2 separate regions of the Mus musculus genome follow, and region 2 is linked to region 1. A link is a contact called in public HiChIP or PLAC-seq data. All regions are on one chromosome and are shown on one strand. The core of a region is the stretch at or near the end of the contact, and the rest is flanking DNA. Distances in the headings are between cores, read along the strand shown.

Region 1 (7,505 bases), core at 1,596-4,095:
AGTAAAAAAACAGTCTTATAAAATTTATCTCCCACAAAAGTAAACTATATATTCTTCAAGAGGGAAAAATCAAAGCCAGGCAGTGGTGGTGCATGCCTTTAATCCCAGCACTTGGGAGGCAGAGGCAGGCAGATTTCTGAGTTCGAGGCCTGCTTGGTCTACAAAGTGAGTTCCAGGACAGCCAGGGCTACACAGAGAAACCTTGTCTCGAAAAACCAAAAAGAAAAAAGGAAAATCAAGGCATAGAGTAGACTCTTCTTGGTGCCACGCCTTCAGCTTCTTTGCATGACCCCTTCAGTTCTGATCCTTAAACTGCCACTGAGGCTGCACCTTCAAAGGCCTCTCCTGGGCTTTGATAAAGAGGTCATCAGCTGCTCTCCATGACCTCTTTATGTCTTCAAAACCAGTATCACCTTGGAGATGTCTACACATAACCAAGTCCTTGGATGCCTCTGGAACACATCTGTTCTCAGAAAACACTTCCCAGAAGATTTCGCCTCAGTGATGCTGATCTCTTGTTTGATTTCGAGACAGAGTTTCTCTGTGTAGATCTGACTGTCCTAGAACTCTATAGACCAGGCTGACCTCAGACTCAGAGATCTGCCTGCCTCTGCCTCCAAGTGCTGGGATTAAAGGTGTGCCACTATCAGCAGGCTCTAGTCTGAATTCTCACTAAGCTCTTAGCTCCAGGTTAACCAGCATCGACTGTTCCAGTAGCGCAAAGGTTTCTCTTCAATGGTGCTGCTGCTCTCTTGTGTATTGTGGCTGACTTTAGCTCCAGCTGCTCCGAACAACAGAATCTCAATTCATGATAGAAAATAACCCTGATAGAGTCTAAATTTCCTCCTAACCCTTCACGAGCCAGGCCTCTATTGTCTGTCCTGTTCTTCACACTCTAAGCTCCTCAGGGACTTCTCACTGAGCTCCAGACAGGAAATGCCTTTTCTAGCCCGACATTCCGAAGTCCTTCCACAATCCTCCCCAAACACAGCTAACCCCATTCCTCGTACCAACCAGCCTTAGGGTTTCTGTGTCTGCAATGAAACATGAAACACCATAACCAAAGAGCAGACTGAGGAGAAAAGCATTTGTTTGGCTTACACTTCCATGTTGCTGTCCGTTATTGAAGAAAGTCAGGACAGAACTCAAACAAGGCTGCATCCTCAGGGCAGAGCTAATGTAAAAGCCATGGTGGGTTGCTGCTTAGTAGCTTGCTTTACAAGGTTTGCTCAACCTGCTTTCTTAAAGAACCCAGGACTACCAGCCCAGGGATGACAACACCCATTGTGGGCTGGATCCTCCCCATTGATCACTGAGAAAATGCCTTAGATCTGGATCTCTTTCCCCACCCCTTCACTCCCATTTTTTTCCGAGACAGAGTTTCTCTGTGTAGCCCTGGCTGTCCTCGAACTCAGAAATCCATCTGCCTCTGCCTCCCGAGTGCTGGGATTGAAGGTGTGCACCACCACGAACAGCTTAGAGCTGGATCTCATGGAGGTGTTTCCTCGACTGAGAGGCTCCTTTGATGACTAGCTTGTGTTGACCCAAAACAAGCCAGTACAGGTGGAAGGTGAGCGTGAGGTCTAAGGGCAGCAATAGCCTAGTTTTCCATCCAAGTGAGGTCACTGCTGGTATCTCAGCTTGTGACCTTTGTGGACCTGTCCCCTCACTCCAGGTACCTCTGATGATGGTCCTTACCTGGAACTGTCCATGTATCATGACAGGGTCAGGGTTCTGATCATTCAGTCCTTCCCAGGACATCTTTCCCATAGCCATTCCCCAGAGGCGGTGATACCCTAAACAGGGTAGGCTGGACTTTGCCCTCCCTGAATCTAAGGACCTGATAGCCTGACAGACCTGTTTTGTATTGGCCCCATATGTGGACTTTGTGCTGCCATGGCTGCACCTCAACTGAAGAGGAAGGCAAGAGTTTTGCAGGCTTTGGCTTGTGGACCCCAAGGTCCCCCAAACTGGTGGCTTCACTGTATATGTGGGATGGGGGGAGGGGGCTCTATCTGATGCCATGTTCTGGCATGGCAGTTTCAAGAGGCAGGAACAAAGGGTTAGGAGTTTCAAAGTCATAACCTATAGCCTGGGAGGTGACTCAGGGCCCACAAGGACAAAGAGCAGCAAGCCCATTAGATATGGAAGAATGCCTGGCAGCCAGGCTGATGTGGAATTTTCCCCATTCCACGGTTGCCTAGAAATGTCGGGGGTAGTGGGACTCTGACGTGGCCCATGTGCCACCCGATGGCCAGCTGGTTCTGCAGTGCCCACAGCTGGGGTTAATTCCAAATTAGTTCCCATCCTTGGTTTTCCTTTAGGATGAAGGACAGTCTGAACTCAAACAGGCCCCTACTTACTTGCCCAGACCTCTAGAGGAGGTATCCTCAAGAGGAAAGTTAGCTGAACCATGTAAGTGACTCGGCCCAGGGATCCTGGCGCTTCTTCACCTGTTTTTCTTGGATACCACAAATGTGTTCCTGGCTCATCAGAGGGAGCTAGGAAGACCTATGTTCCACTGGATTCTGAGGAGCTCCAGTGCTGTCCATAAAAGGCTGGCAACTAGTCCTGCCCCCTTTCTCCAGAGCCCAGGCTCCCTTCCCCAACACTACCACCAAGCCCCAGGCACCCTCTATTCCCTTCTGGGCTGGCAGTAGGACAATGGACCCCTTGGCCCATCGGAGACAAATAGTCCTTGTTAGGCCGGAGGCGGGGGCGCAATATTGCGCCCCAGGGAGCTGAATACAGCTTCTGTGCCTCTTGGGCAGGCGGCGCAGGGGAGAGGACGGGAAGGGGGTGGGGGGGGGGAGGGGGCCGTGGCGCCCATTGGCTCTGGCGTCAGGGGCCGGGCCAGGCTGCTGGCCTCACCTGGCGAGTGTTGAGAGCGGGGTGCGGCAGCCGCTGCGGCGGCGGGGCGGGGGCATGGACCAGGCCTGCCAGCGCGCCGGGTCCCGGCGAGTGCGCCCCGCCGCCCAGTGAGCGCCACGGCGGCGGCGGGGGCCGGGGCCGACCCCTGCCACCCGGAGCCCAAGGAGAACAGGGCAAAGGTATGTCGGGAGGTCTTGTACTCACGCTGGCTGTGCCCTGCCTCAGCCTACTTCCTGAACATCTTGCCTACTGGATCGATGGATCGTGTTTGCCCAGCAAGGGATATAGAAATGCTGCAGAGCTGCTTCACCAACACTGTATCCTGCAGGCTCTGGCTGATTGCTTGCCCTGCTCTGGGTGCCCCTCCTCCCCTGACCCCCGGAGTCCCTAAAAATGGGGTGGGTGGGGCTCCAGAAGGTTAGCTGTTGTGCTGTGAGTTCGTTAATAATTAATCCTCTTGGACATTGTGGCCTGGGCCCTAGTGGAGAAGGAGGCAGGAATCTCCCCGCTCCTTACCTGCGTTCCCAGAAGAGGCGGCTGTCACAGTACAAACCGGGGAGAGGGGGGCCTTGGGCAATGACAGACTCTTGTGCTTGGGGAAGGCCTCTCATATGTGTGCCCCTAAGGAGGTGAGTCCAGGAGACAAGGACAGACTTGTCTAGTTAGGACAGGAAAGATCCTATATGCAACAACTACACGGTTCCGGAGCCATGGACCAGTGCTCCATAAGGGGGTCTCAGGTTGGTCTGTTCCCTTAGTGAGAGGCCAACATGAGCCTTCTCTTTTTAACCCCCCCCCGCCCCGCCCCTTCCTGAGCTGGTTGTGATGACAGGCACACATCTGGCTGCAGGGACTGACACCTGACACCAGAGGTTACTGGGCTGAGGGTGAGGATGCCCTGGAAATCTTCAGGAGGAAAGGGGTGTGGAGGGAGAGCCGATCAGAACTCAATCTCTTCCTCTCTGGAGGGGGTGAGCTGATCTGCACTGTGCCTTCAGGCTTCCTTGCTACTTATCTAGAGGGAAGATACTGAGGCTCAAGGAGTCAGTGACTTGCTGAAGGTCACACCGTTGGGAAATGGCTGAGTTCACTGCAAACCACAGTGTGCGTTTTTGTTTGTTTTGTTTTGTTTTGTTTTGTTTTGTTTTTTGGTCCCTGTCTCAGGATCCCAGCCCTACCCAGAAGTCCTCTTGCCCAAACTGGAGGAAAGATGCCTTCCTGGGCATCTCTTTTGCTTCCTGGGTTCTGTGCTGAGTTCTCATAAATCTGTCACTCACAGTGCCTCTCACTGGGCTCCAAGGAAGAACAAACAAGCACTTGCAGGAAAGCAGTGACTCACAGGACAATGGCAATGGGGGACTCTAGGCCCCCTCAGTGGCTTGGGGCAAGCTTCTTGCTTTGGTTTGACTCCATGAAATGTGAATGACTAGAGAAGACACAGCGGGATGGAGCAGAAGTACCCCAAAGGTTACCAGACTGGAGACCTGGAGTCATCAGGTGAGATCTCTCTCCAGGGCAGGGAGGTTAGGCCCACAGTCAGACCCTTTCTGTGACACTCCCATCTTGCCCTGGGTGTGGATAGGGAGGTTAGGCCCACAGTCTTTCTGTGGGCACTCTGTCAATTTTACTGGGTGTGGGCAGGGAGGTTAGGCCCACAGTCTTTCTGTGGGCACTCTGTCAATTTTACTGGGTGTGGAATGCGAGTTGAGGCAAGTTGTGTATAAATCATGGGAACATAGGTCATTGAAGTCTATTGATCTAAAAGGACCTAAGTTGTCCATGAACATAACCAGATCCACTGCCCGGGCCAAGCACCGAGCTAAGGACTGCACACTTCTCACTTTTGGATCTTCCCAGAGAGACTGAGAGAGCATAGCTGTACCTTTAAGTGTTAGGATACAAACAGTTTCTTGCCAGTGATCACCCTGTTTCCGGACTTGGGAGCAGGATTGTATTAAGGGCATCCTGCAATGGACAGTGGGTGTGCTTGCTTAGCCAGAGCGTTGTGCGTGGCATGTGCAGTGCGTCCATAAACCTTGTCTACCATGCCGTGTGGTTGCACAGTCAAGTACATCTTCAGACTGTGACGAGTATAAAGTATCGAGTATATTTATTACGGACTCCTGTGTTTAGCCCTGGTTGTGTGTGTGTGTGTGTGTGTGTGTGTGTGTGTGTGTGTGTGTCTGTGTGTGTGTGTGTCTGTGTGTGTCTGTGTGTTAATGGAGTGGTTTGGTTTCTCGTTGACATCTGTGATTTGCCACTGCCCATTAGCGAGGTGAGCTGCTTTGGGTACTTGGATCTGCTACCAGGAAGGCTGGCGCTTTTGCATAAGCAGGGTAGTGTCTCAGAGAGCTGTGAATATGCTTCAAGTTCTAGCTTTGCCACAGTTACTGGACTCATTTCTCCACCTGTTACTTAGTGCTAGCATATAATACTGAGCTATTCTGTTGGGCACTCTGTGTGTGTGTGTGTGTGTGTGTGTGTGTGTGTGTGTGTTGCGATTACATGATTGCCCTTTGAAACAATAGGTTGCTAGGCATTGTGGCACATGCTTGTATTGCTAGCATTTGGGAAACTGAACAGGAGGATCATCAGTTTGAAATCAGTCAGGAGCATAGTGAGCTGGTCTACACAAGACAGATACATACACAAACACACACACAGACACATACACACACAGGGAAAAAGCTGGTCTATACAAGGAACACGGGTGCACGTGTGCACACACATACACACACACAGGGAAAAAGGGAAAGAAGAAGAAGCACAACTGAGAGAACAGAGGAGGGAAGGAGCAGGCGACATTAAGAACTGAGAGGTGGCTCAGCGGTTAAGAGCACTGACTGCTCTTCCAGAGGTCCTGAACAATCCCAGCACCCACATGGTGGTTCACAACCATCTGTAATGAGATCTGACGCCCTCTTCTGGAGTGTCTGAAGACAGCTACAGTGTACTTACATATAATAAATAAATAAATCTTTAAAAAGAAAAAGAAGAAAAGGAAAAAGAAAAAGAAAAAAGAACTGCCTTCCAAATCATGAGAGCCTAGAACCATTGACTTCACAGCTCCAGCCAAGGAGAATAAGGGTGACAAGAGTCAGGACTGTGAGCTTGGAGGCGTCCTGTGAGCCAACAAGTTAGGGTGCAGATAAATGCCCTGCTAGGCAACCAATGCTCCCCTTCTCTGCTCTGGGACCCCACTCCAGAGAGCCTCACCCCACACCTCCCAGAAGTGCCTCCTCCCAGAAGGAGGTCCCCTGTGTGCTCCATCCTCCCCAGCTCTGTTCTGTCATTGCCTATGCCTTTCCATGGCGGACACTAAGGTTTGGAAAGAGCAGTATGCCTGCCTCAGAAACATGAGGTGTGCCCCGAGTGTGTGTGCTTGCAGGTCAGAAGGCAACACCCAGGAATTGTCTTTCTCTCCACCATGTGGGTTCTGGAGATCAAACTCGAGTTATCAGGCTTGAGGCAAACACCTTTACCTGCTGAGACATCTTGCTGGCCCATTATTTATAAAGATTCACTATTTTCCAAAGTAATATAGACTCTGGTAAGATATGAATGCATATATATATTCACATTGCATGTAGGGAATCAGATTGTGTCAGTGAGGGTAAGTGACCCCATTCCCTGGGGAACTACACTTTACATTCGGTACCATCTCAGGCCCTTTCATCTAAGTACAGATGTACAGTTTTGCTCTAATGAATACATTCATTCTTTACAGTGTATAACAAGGCAGCTTTTTTAACATCTGGTCCTCAGAATCCTTGTCTGTGTAATGAACATAAAAGGTCTATTCTAGTTTGCTTTCTGCCTAGGGATGATACCCCCCACAGCGGGCTGAGCCCTCTTACGTGATAAAAACTCCCCACGGGTATTCGGTTATCAGCTTGAGATGCAGCAGCAGCTTCCCTGTACCACAGCTTCTGTGTGCGGACCCTGAGGACTTTGTCTCAATGATGCTGGTCTCTTCTTCATCACACCTGATTTCTCAGCCCTGATTAGCAAGCACCAATTGTCCCAGTAAAGCAAAGCGTCCACAGATTATTAAAAAAAAACTTTAAAAAATTATTAATTTTATATATGTGAGTACACTGTCACTCTCTTCAGACACACCAGAAGAGGGCATTGTATCTCATTACAGGTGGTTGTGGGTCACCATGTGGTTACTGGGAATTGAACTCAGGACCTCTGGAAGAGCAGCCAGTGCTCTTAACCAATGAGCCATCTCGCCAACACTTCCACAGATTCTTTTTTTGTTTTGTTTTGTTTTGTTTTTGGTTTTCGAGACAGGGTTTCTCTGTGCAGCCCTGGCTGTCCTGGAACTCACTTTGTAGATCAGGCTGGCCTGGAACTCAGAAGTCCGCCTGCCTCTGCCTCCCAAGTGCTGGGATTAAAGGCGTGCACTCACTCTTCCACAGATTCTTAATCTAAAATATCATACAATTAGCCCTGAGGGGATGTCATCGGCCAGGTCTCCACTGTCTACATTTCTCTTAGCATTATCTTATCTTCCAGCTTCCCACAGATCATCAACTCTGAGCACTTCGTGGTTCTTCCCACTCAAAGTTCCAAATACACACTTCTCAAAAATAACAAAAACAAACAAACCAACCAACCCCAAACAACAA
Region 2 (6,468 bases), core at 1,274-3,773, 300 kb before region 1:
ATATGTTCTCACCAAGGTTTTTCAACCCTGAGTTCTTAGTTCAAATGCTTCCAGTATACCTTATTAATTAGATAACAAACCATTTTGCTTATATTTTCAAAAATTATATACTCAATGTATTTAGAACATATAAGCATTCCAGAAAATAAATATCCTATCATAAAAGAAATCTCACCATTGATTCAGTAGTTTTATAACTTTTCATCCCTCCTCTTCTCCCCCCCTCCCTCCCTCCTCCTCCCCCCCCCCCACCATCTCCACCCACCAAGAACAGGAATTAACCTAGAGCTTTGTATGTGTTAGGCAGACACTACCACTGAGTTAGTTACATCCCTGACCCTTTTCTTGCTTTTTATTGTATTTTTTCTTGGTACAGTGTCTCACTGAGATCAATTTAAGTCCAGAGAACTTAAGTTTCTCTGGAGTAGCTAGGATCACCAGAAGTAGCTCTTTCCAATTTTGCATAAATTACGTACACATAAACATTTCTATAATTTTTAGTAGTCATAGGAAAGCATTTGTATTTAATATATACATATGCTATTTTTTGTACATAATAATTTCTTGATAATTTGTAAGATTGGAAAAGAATTTGCAAAATATTAAGGCTTTTTAAAAGATTTCTCTCAAGCCAAGTATGATGGCGTACTCATTTAATCCCAGTACTTGGGAGGCAGGCAGATCTTTGAGTTTGAGGACAGCCAGGGCTACACAGAAAAACCGTCTTGAGAAAACAAATAAACAAACAACCAAACAAGGAAAATCTTAAGCTGCCTTGCAGAAGATGCATTATTTTGTATTATTTTACACTTTTTAACCAGTGTTTAGAAAAGTAAGCAAAAATTAATTCTAATATTTGTTTTTGGTTTTTCAAGACAGGGTTTCTCTGTGTAATAGCCTTGACTGTCTAGGAACTTTGTAGACTAGGCTGGCCTCTAACTCACAGAGAGTTACCTGTCTCTGCTTCCTAAATGCTGGGATTAAAGGCCTGTATCACCACATGGCTAATTTTTATTTTTAAGGTTGATCAAATTTTCATGTGTACTTAATATTTTCAGTGTTTCATGATTTCAGTTTTTTTATTATTTTAAAATCATGTGTGTGTGCTCATGTGCACATGCATAAGGAATTGGAGTGCAGGTACTTGTTTATTCCAGAAGGCATCAGATCCTTGTTCCGAGTGATGGGACCTGAACTCTGGTGGTGCCCTACAAGACTAATCTACACTCTTAACCATGAGCCATCTCTACAGCCCCCAATTTTATATTTGTTACAAAAGCATTTTTATTTCTTCTCTGTCTGTACAGTGCTCTATACTTACAAACTGGAAATGTCTTAAGTGTGTTGATCCCATCCAGTTTTCTGGCCTTATGACAACTTTTCTTTACCAGAACTTTCCCACCTTTTTGGTCTCTTTTTTTTTTTTTTTTTTTAGAAAATTTAATGACTTTCCCCAGTGTCTCAGTTGATGAATCAGTCAATCACATAGGTACCCTTTTTGTGTCTGTGTATTGCCTTTCTAGTGATAATAAAAAGCTTTCAGAAATAGAACTGATCACTGTCCCAGGCACATAGTGAGGATCCAAAGAGATAGTTTATTATACCAAGATATACAATTTCATTGTTATATTTGTTTTTGCAGAAAACCACGCCCATCCGCTCACAAGCTGACCTGAAGAAATTGCCCTTAGAAGTGACTACAAGACCTATTGAAGTAAAGCCCAGGAACATAAGGGAGGCGGGTCTCTTCTGGTGTCTAAGCTCGGTTCAGTGTTCTGTCTGTGGGCTCTTTTTAGGAACCTGTACGGAGACCTCAGCGTCCTCGGTCACCTCCTTTACCTGCGGTGATCAAGAATGCTCCTAGCAGACCCCCTTCTATTCAGACTCCCAGACCAAGTACCCAGCTCCGAAAGACGTCTGTTATCAGCCTTCCAAAACCACCCACTACAGCAGCCCGAGGAGAAACTAGTACTTCTAGGCTACTCCAGCCAACTGAGGCACCTCGAAAGCCTGCAAACCCTCCCATCAAGACTGTACCCCGACCCACCCCTCCTGTGCACACACCCCCACTATCTTTAATCCCCAGTTCCAAGAGCCTTCGGGAGGTCCCTGCTCAAAAAGCCATCAAAACTCCAGTGGTCAAGAAGCCAGAGCCACCTGTCAAACAGTCCGTGGTGAGATGCTTTCCCTCCTCCATGCTCCAGCTTATTAGCAGTGCTGTAGGAAAAAAGGTTATACCAGGGAATCCAGGATCACTGAATCTTTTCTAAAGCTTCTCTGATGCCCTGAAGAAAAAGTCTCCATAGCTGAAGAGACTTGCTCAGAACTAACACACATAGCAAGTTTTTTTATCTAGGGAGCTTTTCATTTTCACTCAGCACAGCCAACCTTGGTCTGCTGCAAACTTGAGTTGGCTTCTCATGGTGTGGGCATAGTTTGTTAACTTGATGACATATAGCTTTGGTATGTTATGGTAGTAGTCATTGTGTGTCAAGGAGGTCTCAGCTGGCTGGCAGGCAGGTTAAGCAGGGAAGAAACTGAGAAACCTGGGCCAGTTGTGGTCAGACCAGGAGGTTGCATATGTATGTACTGAGTAATTCCAAGTGGGAATTGACATAGCTCCTCTGAGTAGTTCCTTTAAGCTACATAAAGTCTTCCTGCATCTTGGGAAGTGAACATGGTCAGTTCATGCTTCTACTCTTCTGCTCTAGGCAACCTCAGGTCGGAAGCGGAGTCTTGCAGTCTCAGATGAGGAAGAGGCTGAAGAAGAAGCTGAGAAGAGGAGAGAGAGATGCAAGCGGGGCAAACTTGCTGTGAAGGAGGAAAAGAAGGAAGCAAATGAGGTGGTTAGTCGCATGAAGTTCCCAGGGATTGCCTCCCTGGGGCCGGGGCCGGGGCCATTAAAGAAGCTTCTAATAGACTGTTTTCCTTGCAGCTCTCAGACAGTGCTGGGGAAGATCACCCAGCTGAACTCAGGAAGGCTCAGAAAGGCAAGTCTGGGGAGACCCCTGTCATGCTGTGCTGGAGATGGAAATAGAACCTTTCCCTGTCAACAGCTTCCTCCTGAAAGTCAGCAGCTTCCTGGCTTGGGCTCTCTCCCATAGTTGGTCCAGCTGTCCCTTCACAGTCTTTGTTTGTTTGTTTGATTTGTAGTCCTAGAGGGTTTTGAGCAGATATTTATATTGTTCAGTTTGGCCTTGAACTTATAATCCTCTGGATCAGTGTCCAAGTGCTGGGATTAAAGGCATGTGTCACCATGCCTGGCTTGCTTTTATATTTTTATGTTTTTGTTCTTTTTAATACTAACTCTTTGGTGTTTGCCCTTGGCAAGTCATTCATCCTGTGCCTTGGCCCCATGCCAGATGGAAGAGGCAGCATTGCTAGGCCTAGGTGGATACCTAGGGATCCACCTGTGCACTGCCTTTTACAGATACAGCCTGGCTGAGGTGAGGGCACTAATACAGTTCTCATCTGATTCTCAGATAAAGGACTTCATGTAGAGGTCCGTGTGAACCGTGAGTGGTACACAGGCCGAGTCACAGCTGTGGAGGTGGGCAAGAATGCGGTTCGATGGAAAGTGAAGTTTGACTATGTGCCCACAGATACAACACCAAGAGACCGCTGGTAATGCCCTCTTCTGGGAGAACAGAATAGCAGAAGTCAGCTAGGGCAAAGAGAGGAGGTACCCCCGTGTTCCCTCCTAGCAGCCTATTAGGATCCTAGGACAGATACTATAAGCTCTGTGTCCCCCGTAGGGTGGAGAAAGGCAGTGAAGATGTACGATTGATGAAGCCACCTTCCCCAGAGCATCAGAGCCCTGACACACAGCAAGAAGGTGGAGAGGAGGAGGAGGCTATGGTGGCCCGGCAGGCTGTGGCCTTGCCTGAGCCTTCCACCTCTGATGGTCTTCCCATTGAGCCTGATACCACTGCCACCAGTCCCAGCCATGAGACTATTGATCTCCTGGTCCAGATTCTTCGGTTTGTGTTTCTTTATCCTTTTCCTTAAGGCTGACACTAATTCTTTACTCTTCCCATGCTATTCTGAGTTCCAACCCCTCTCTTCCTGCTTAGAAATTGCTTGCGGTATTTCTTACCTCCAAGTTTCCCCATCTCCAAGAAGGAGCTGAGTGTTATGAATTCAGAAGAACTAATATCTTTTCCTCTGGTGAGTCTGACCCAATTTTTGCTTTTTACACCTAAGTGCCTGTACATGCTTATTATCGCTGTCTCATCAACTTCCCTTCTCTCTGAGAGACGATCTGAGTCGATAGGACTGATGTTCAAAAAGGACAGACAGCTTGAGACTCCTTTACAAGTGCACCCCTCCCCTCCCCACTTCTTTCTCAGACCTGTCCTAGGTAACATTGATGAGATTAGACTCTCTCTACCTAAAAACATGAGACTTGGAGAGAGGTAAAGAGAGATTAACGGCATGTAGAGATGAGCATGAGAGCCCGGGTAGCTCAGTGGACTTTCTGTATCCACCATCTTAAAGTTTGCTAGAGGTGGAGTTGCTGCTTCTGGGTAGCTGGCCATAAGGCTGAGAGAAATGTTGCTGAGAGGCAGTGCCCAGAGAGTCTTGGCAGCTTGGGTAGAGAAGGAAAACCCTTATCTAAAAACCTAACCAAACAATCAAACAACTCCACTAGGGCTTCAAGTGCAGGGGACTCTGAAGTGGGGCAGGAGGCTTTTGTGAGCACAATAGGCTGGAAAGGGTTGGGGAAAATGATACATCTTGAACCTCATTTTTATGTAGGAAATGGAGCTGAAGGAATTGTTGATCTGAACTATGCTGAGGGCCAGATAGTAAATAACAGGTTTGTAGGCTGTCTAGTATCTGCTAACTACGAAGTTCTGTAATTACAGCATGAAAGTAGCCAGAGGCAGTCTATCAAGCAATAGCTTTATTTACAGAAACATGCAATAAGCTGATTGTGTCTGCTGACCTTGCTGTTACAGGGGCACAAGACCCACCACATTCTTGTTACACAGTAAGCCCAGCCTAGGCTTTGGCTTTTACTCTTGTTTAGACCAGGCTTTCCAGAGGTTCTAGGAGAAGACCTCTTCTTACAGTTTGATTTGTTACCTTTGGCATCAAATCGTGAAATTCAAAGCAAAAGCCAAGGCACAGCAGAACCTCAGCAGCAGGCACTGTTACTCAGCCCAAAACAGTCAGTCTTGTGACTGTCCAAGTCTAAAAATAATATCTAGCTTGTTTTTGCAAAAGTGCTAACCAGGGGGCTGGAGAAATAAGCTCAGTGGTTAAAAGCACTGACTGCTCTTTTGAGTTCAAATCCCAGCAACCACATGGTAGCGCACAACCATCCCTAATGAGATCTGATGCTCTCTTCTGGTGTGGCTGAAGACAGCTACAGTGTACTTAGATATAATAATAAATAAATCTTTTAAAAACGTGCTAGCCAGTACTAGGTCACAACTTTATCTTCTAGTTGCGATTGCTAAAACCAATTTTCAAATGTTAATTTTTGTCCTTATTGGTGTGTAAATGGTAGTATTTTCACAATTAAAAGCTTAATATAATTGCCTTCAAGATACTCATTTGACTTAAAATTTATTTTGTGCAACCAAGGTATTTTTTTATATAGAATGAAGTTTCTCTTGCTATCATGGTGTAAGAAGGTAGTCTAGACACAAATGCAGCAATCAGAAGCCCTCAACCCAGCAGTTTATGCAACCTTCATAGAAGCAGATGAGTACTAGAGTTTAGACTTCAGTGGGCAGCAGGGCCTTCATGAAGATGATTCCTTTTATCAGTAGGTATATACTATGCAAATTGTTTTAACTACTTCATAGGAAAAGGCTGTATTGTAGTACGACTATTTATTATACAAGTCTGGGAATATTTGCTATTGGTAGGTGCCAGAGGCAGTCCATAACCTAACCTTGGTCCTAACCCTGTTAGATATGGCAGTCCTATTTTGGAGTTAGAAAGGTGTGTTTGAACTGGAAGAATGCTCCCACAGTCCCTTTTTTTCTTTCCATGTGTAAAGGTAAAACTTCCCTCCACTTTATTAAGCACTTGGCTCAGTGCATGTGTCTTTATCCTCATGGTATCCCCAAAGGACTGCCACTAAGGTCTCTTTACCCTGGTTCTAGAAGGCTGCTTTTTCCTTGTAGTGAAATACAGCCAAGTGAACTCATTGCCCACTCTCTCCTCTTACTCCATATCATGTTTCCTTCCACAGAAAGAATACTTCAAGCAATATGAGGTGGGGCTCCAGAATCTGTGCCATTCCTACCAAAGCCGTGCTGATTCACGGGCAAAAGCCTCAGAGGAGAGCTTACGCACATCAGAGAAAAAGCTTCGTGAGACAGAGGAGAAGTTACAGAAGTTGAGGACCAACATTGTAGCACTCCTGCAAAAAGTGCAGGAGGTGAGCTGGCAGCCCTCTCAGGAACCAAACTAACTGGTCTCAGGGAGGGGACTGGACTACTTACAGGAATC

The links. HiChIP or PLAC-seq counts read pairs in DNA pulled down with a chosen protein or histone mark.
Region 2: an HNF4G HiChIP or PLAC-seq map of pancreatic cancer cells shows a contact between it and region 1. The contact joins the enhancer-like site here to the promoter of Gal3st1 in region 1. A contact is called at or near these places in 5 of 39 promoter capture datasets (embryonic stem cells, hippocampal neurons, liver and 1 more), 3 of 484 Hi-C or Micro-C datasets (the HL-1 cell line and embryonic stem cells), 1 of 115 datasets of contacts at active chromatin or transcription factors (pancreatic cancer cells) and 3 of 9 other capture datasets (embryonic stem cells, liver and macrophages).

What each region holds. Positions count from the first base shown.
Region 1 is chr11:3,980,791-3,988,295 of GRCm38.p6, forward strand. It overlaps Gal3st1 (galactose-3-O-sulfotransferase 1), which reads left to right and starts at 2,846. Exons shown (of 4, transcript NM_016922.3): 1 at 2,846-3,050; 2 at 4,151-4,368. It overlaps Gm46265 (a long non-coding RNA gene), which reads left to right and starts at 4,375. Exons shown (of 2, transcript XR_001780153.1): 1 at 4,375-4,457; 2 at 4,517-7,505.
Region 2 is chr11:3,681,903-3,688,370 of GRCm38.p6, forward strand. Morc2a (microrchidia 2A) reads left to right here. Exons shown (of 27, transcript NM_001159288.2): 19 at 1,643-1,714; 20 at 1,797-2,174; 21 at 2,712-2,843; 22 at 2,936-2,990; 23 at 3,483-3,624; 24 at 3,756-3,980; 25 at 4,074-4,167; 26 at 6,209-6,397. Among named protein-coding and RNA genes, the nearest start is that of Morc2a, 36 kb to the left of the region's middle. Within about 2 kb of position 2,524, at least 20 of the 459 cell types and tissues checked have an H3K27ac peak or open chromatin away from gene starts, as enhancers often do. A contact at or near this core is called in pancreatic cancer cells, where this site is marked.